2 separate regions of the Capsicum annuum genome follow, and region 1 is linked to region 2. The links are chromatin contacts, called in public Hi-C maps. All regions are on one chromosome and are shown on one strand. The core of a region is the stretch at or near the end of the contact, and the rest is flanking DNA. Distances in the headings are between cores, read along the strand shown. Region 1 overlaps LOC107840966 (BRCT domain-containing protein At4g02110). Region 2 overlaps LOC107840978 (a long non-coding RNA gene).

Evidence for each region. Hi-C and Micro-C count contacts between places; a contact is called where the count stands out from the background.
Region 1: a contact with region 2 is called in a Hi-C map of leaf, with 2.3 times the contacts expected there. The contact joins two enhancer-like sites. A contact is called at or near these places in 2 of 5 Hi-C or Micro-C datasets (bud and leaf).

What each region holds. Positions count from the first base shown.
Region 1 is chr1:161,419,160-161,421,859 of UCD10Xv1.1, forward strand. It overlaps LOC107840966 (BRCT domain-containing protein At4g02110), which reads right to left. Exons shown (of 10, transcript XM_016684933.2): 8 at 2,312-2,700; 9 at 2,020-2,236; 10 at 1,113-1,799. The coding sequence ends at 1,458. Among protein-coding and RNA genes, the nearest start is that of LOC107859281, 18 kb to the left of the region's middle. Within about 2 kb of position 1,297, at least 3 of the 5 cell types and tissues checked have an H3K27ac peak or open chromatin away from gene starts, as enhancers often do. A contact at or near this core is called in leaf, where this site is marked.
Region 2 is chr1:161,193,832-161,196,531 of UCD10Xv1.1, forward strand. LOC107840978 (a long non-coding RNA gene) reads left to right here. Exons shown (of 2, transcript XR_001665354.2): 2 at 1-165. Among protein-coding and RNA genes, the nearest start is that of LOC107840978, 4.2 kb to the left of the region's middle. Within about 2 kb of position 1,305, at least 3 of the 5 cell types and tissues checked have an H3K27ac peak or open chromatin away from gene starts, as enhancers often do. A contact at or near this core is called in leaf, where this site is marked.

The DNA.
Region 1 (2,700 bases), core at 47-2,546, 230 kb after region 2:
TTATGAATCTCCATTACTGATGAGTTTCTTTGAACAACATATTTGGCATGAATTTTTTTTCAGAGATTCATCAATTTTCAATTGAATTGATATATCATCCATTAAATATCAGTACGAAGCATTTTCATGAATCACAATGACGTCAACCCGATAGTTGTTGTACCTAATCTGTGAAACTCAAATACCGGAATGCCGCAACAACACAGATATAATCAGCATTAAAAATAATCAAAAAATTGAAGAAGGAAGAAATTTTTCGATACAATTGAAATCAATACATATGGTTTTCTTGAAATTTGAAAGTTGATCGTGGGTATTGTTGCTTTTGTGTATTTTAGAAATTCAGTAATTGATTGTGCATGATTTACTCCTCAGAATAAATGACAATCTGTTACTTCCTTAATTAAAAAATAATTTATTTTAAATGTATTACAACCTATATGTATCACGATATAATAAATGTATCAAAACTTTAAAATCCAGGATATGATGTAATTAAACAAAATTATGGGATGAAGTGTTAGAACCCATTAAAAAATCCGAAATTTATGTAAGTTACCTGTTTTAAAAGGTCTGCTTAATTTTGAAAGAGTATTCGTTTAGAGTTTCAATATGCTTTTTCTCAAATTTGTCCATTGTTTTCTGTAAGAATGCCAACAGCAATATTGATGATCCAATTTAATATTATCACAAGCGAACAATTTGTTAGTAGGTTATAATACAAATCCATTAATTTAGTTATTTGTACTTATCATTCGTCCCTAATAACTCCGTTTGCAGTATAGGAGTCAAATTGATCTTAACATCCTGGATAATATGTTTGACGATCCAATTAAATATTATCACAAACAAACAATTTGTTAGTAGGTTATAATGCAAATCCATTAATTTAGCTATTTATACTTAAAAGTGTATCATTCATCTCTAATAACTCCGTTTGCAGTAGAAGAGTCAAATTGATCTTAACATCCAGGATAATATGTTTGACTCCTCAAGGGCTCTTGGAAAAAGAGGGAGGTACACTTGGCAAGTGGGCTTGGTTAGCACATGAAACCAATGCTAAGGCACAAGGATAAATTGAATCCAAGAAAGTTTCTTGAAGAAACAAAAAATTGAGATATATTCTAGCCGTGTTGACATAGATGACAAACAACACATTTAATCATTAGATACAATCTTAAGAAAAATAATAATTGTTCGAGATGCGCTTTCAGGCTCAAATCATGATCCGCAGACTCCGGCATAAGAAAATTGGTACCAAGAAATGGCAACAATACACTGCTCTATACAAAATTATACAGTCTCTAACACCTGCATCCGGCACGTAGTTATCTTCATACTATTCTTGCTATAGTCTAGGCAAAACCAGTCTTCCTCAGGTATACATTCACAGCATGGTCACAGAAAAAAACATAAAATATCAATATAAATCCATAGAAGTCATTTCATCAACACTATCAGCATTCCATCTTACTGTTGTCATCTGGTGGCACCATATCCGCAACCAACTCTTCCAAGCAATCTGCCAGTTTTTTCAGTGACCTTTCTACCCAAGTATGAGTATTGTATTGTACATAATTGTCACGGGGATAACCGGGCTTGCACACATAAGCCACCAAGTAATCAGGCAAAATGCAAGGTATTTCACACCTTAGGAATTCTTGAACCCACATATCATAAAGAGGCATGGTCTCATCGACAACAGCAAAATCGACGCCTGAGTTAAGGAAGCGAGTGTATGGAGGTGAAGTTGCTAATATAGTACCATCTCCGGCCTTGACAGCACGCTTCAGTGTATCCTGATTTAACAAAAAGTAGCAATATTGAGATATTAAAGACAAAAAATAGGGCAGCCCGGTGCACTAAAACTCCCGCTATGCCCAGGGTCCGGGGAAGGGCCCCACCACAAGGGTGTATTGTACGCAGCCTTACCTTGCATTTCTACCAGAGGCTTATTTCTGAGGCTTGAACCCGTGACCAATTACAAGGTACTCAGTGACCAAGTGCAAAATAACTCACCAATGGTGGTACAATGCAATCTCCATATATGATTATCTTCATTCCATAAAATGCACCATGTCCAGTTCTCTCCCTCAGGAGCCGCCACTTCCTTGGAGCCTCTAAGTCGGTTGCTAAATCTTCTGTTAAGCCCTTTTTGTACCATTCATATTTTTTTTCATCCAACAATCTTCCAGCTTCATTGCTAGCTGTTAAATAATCGGACTTCAGGATCCACCTGCAAGAATCAATACACCAATCAGTTTACCAGTAAAGTCGGCACTACTGTAAATCATGATTATTGATGCATTACCTTCCAGAGGCGGCAGCAGCAAACAATTTCTCAGTTCTGCGAACTGGATCAGGAACAATGAAATGAGTTGCCTGATATGACCATTGATGAGAATCTCTGCATACATTTCCTTTCAAGCGTTTGATGACCTTCTCAAATTCCTTTCTTTGCAGCCGATGCCCACTAAGGATAAACCATCTCGGCTCAGTTCCTACTTTAGTAACCTGCAATGAGCGAGAATTTGCAACACCAGCCTTTAGAGGTCTTTTGTTATCACATTTCGGAGAACTTCTGCCAGCTCCACGATCATTATGATTCGTGCTTTGGCCTCCCATAAGAGGGCTATTCTCCTTATCCATATCCATGGAGTTCAACTCATGATCAGGTGCCGTTCCTGTCTGTTCACCTGT
Region 2 (2,700 bases), core at 55-2,554:
GGGTTCGCAAATTAGACTAAGACAGGTTATGGGCCAAGGGCTCAAAATCTAGTTTAGGACAGGTTTTGTTGATTTGGGTCCAATGTTCTAAATCTTTTACTTTCTCCTCCCTTCCCCTTTGTATGTGTTTATTTGCTTATTAGTTTTGTTTAGACTTAGTTAAAATCCCTATTAAGTCGCATAAATCTATTTTATACAAGTCTTTTCTTAAAAATCAATCACTTTTCAACAAAGTAATCTTTTTAGAAGTTAATCAAAATATGTTTTCAAACAGTCTAGATAATCGCAAGTTAGCGGATGTTTTAGGTGCCTAGCACTTTCCTAAAATGTTAATAGGAACTGCTTACTCAGAATCTATAAATTTTAAATGATTTTTCTGTTTTGGATCGTTTAAAATGTTTCTTAATTTCTTTTCAAAATTAAGTGGCGACTCTCTAAATTAGTCAAAATTTTCTGCAAAACAAAGAGGATCACCTTGTTTTAAGCCTCTAGTAGAATGAAAGAAACCATGTCTAGATCCATTAACAATAACGGAATACCAATTATTGGATATAGTTCTCCATATCATATCAATAATACCTTCTCCGAAGCCCATTCTCCTGAGAACCAGACAAGTAAAGGATCAAGAAACTCTGTTGTAAGCCTTAGCCATGTCTAATTTAATCACAACATTCCCACCTTCATTAGGCTTCTTGATACTGTGGATGATCTCTTGAGCAAGGATAATAGTTTTTGAAATGTTTCTGCGCTTCACGAATCCTGATTGGTTGGGAGAAATCAAATTGGGAAGGATTGGTGCTAGTCTGAGAGTAATCATCTTGAAAATAATTTTATTAGTGAAATTACTCAGGCTTATGGGTCTGTATTCTGAAATTTTATTTGGATGATTTACTTTTGGGAGTAAGAACAAACAAGCATGAGAAAAATATTTAGGCATATTGTGACCACAAAAGAAAGCTTGAACCACTTTTAAGAGGTCATGTTTAATAATATGCCAACAGGTTTGAAAGTTTTTTCCATACATATATTTATAAAGGGTTCAACCTAAATAGCTAAAACCAGGGCTAATTTTTAAAGAATCTCCTTGAAAAACATGTTTTTTTAATAATTGCCACGACTCTATCAAAATCTTTACTCTAGGAGAGATGTCAAAATTAGTTTTTAACTTTTAACCTTTTTTTTATGTTGAATCATTATGGCTTCCCCATTATAATCAAGAAAATTTCTTTTACCTTAACCTAACTGATCATTTACTTCCTTAATCACCTGAACGAATTAGAAGAGATTGGTCGTCATAATTGTGTTTTTTTTTTACTAAAAATTGGTTGGGGGGGGGGGGGATTGTTGAATCTTATGCACTTTCGGATTGGGTGACACTCAAAATTTCATTTTCTATTTCAAATCATTATTTTAATGTTCAGACAATATAAAGAATAGAATTTTTATACTATCATGTTACATCAATAGATAACTCTATATATTAAATTTTACGCAATAACGTGTATAAAAACAGTAATAGCATATTATAATTAAATAAAACTATACTAAAAAGCTAAAAATATATCAATCCTTTGAATGAAGGTGTGAACATTTGTTGTGGTCAAAATTATTGAGTCCTCTTAGAAGCAACATGCAGCTTTATGTCTTTGACAAATAATGGTCTCCAAAATTTTAAGTTTTGACTTCACCATTCTATTATACACGTACATCCAAATGTACATGCTATATTGCGCATTCATTTATTTAGCATGCGTAAAACAAGAAAATATTGATAAAGCAATAAGACTCTTTTGACGAGAGATCGTATATATAAGATTTTCCATGTTCTAATGTAACACTCCACATTTTTCGGGGTAGATTTCAAACCGTTGTTTCTACACGTATGAACCCGAACTCAATGATTCCTTGTTAATATGTGTTATGATCAATTCTATAGTGTGGGAATACCTTTGGATATGAATCGAGGTCACAAATATGTCCTAACTCAAAGACGAGTTGAGAACGTTTCTATCAATTAAGTTTTATTGAACGTTTCATCTTGGGTCAATTTTCAACGACCATTAATCCTAGTATATAATGAGTTACATGGCCTACCATATACCAAAAGAAATATCTTTGAGTCCTCTTTCCAAATCAACTAATTTCACCTTAATCCGATATCGGAGTAGAAAGTTATGCTCATTTTACTTCGAAGTATCTGTTTATCAACTAAGTGACAACTACGCTGATAAGCCATCACTTAGGTGACGACTAAGCTGATGAGCCATCAACTAAGTGACGACCCATGAGCTCTAGTTGTCAGTCTAAGACAGTAAGGGGGAAATTCCAGCCTGAAAGTGACGACTTAAGTGACGAGCCATCACCTAACTGACGGGCCGTCAACCTTGGTCGTTAACTGAAGAATTTTTACAATTTTCTTTGGTTTCTTTAGGGGTATTTTGGTATTTTACTCACCTCAAACCCCAACCCCACGACTTAAATCATGCGTTACACCTTATTAACTGACAAAATATCAGTTTCTCATCACTCTTAATCCTTTCCACTCTCAAGAACAAAGAGAAATTAGGGTTTCCTTCAAGGCAAGAATTCAAGCCTTTCAATCCATGATTTCCCAAGAAAAGTGTCAAGATTAGATTTCTATTCTTCAACTAAAGAACACAAGGTACGTGGGGTTTTCCTAAACTAAATAGTCTTATTGAA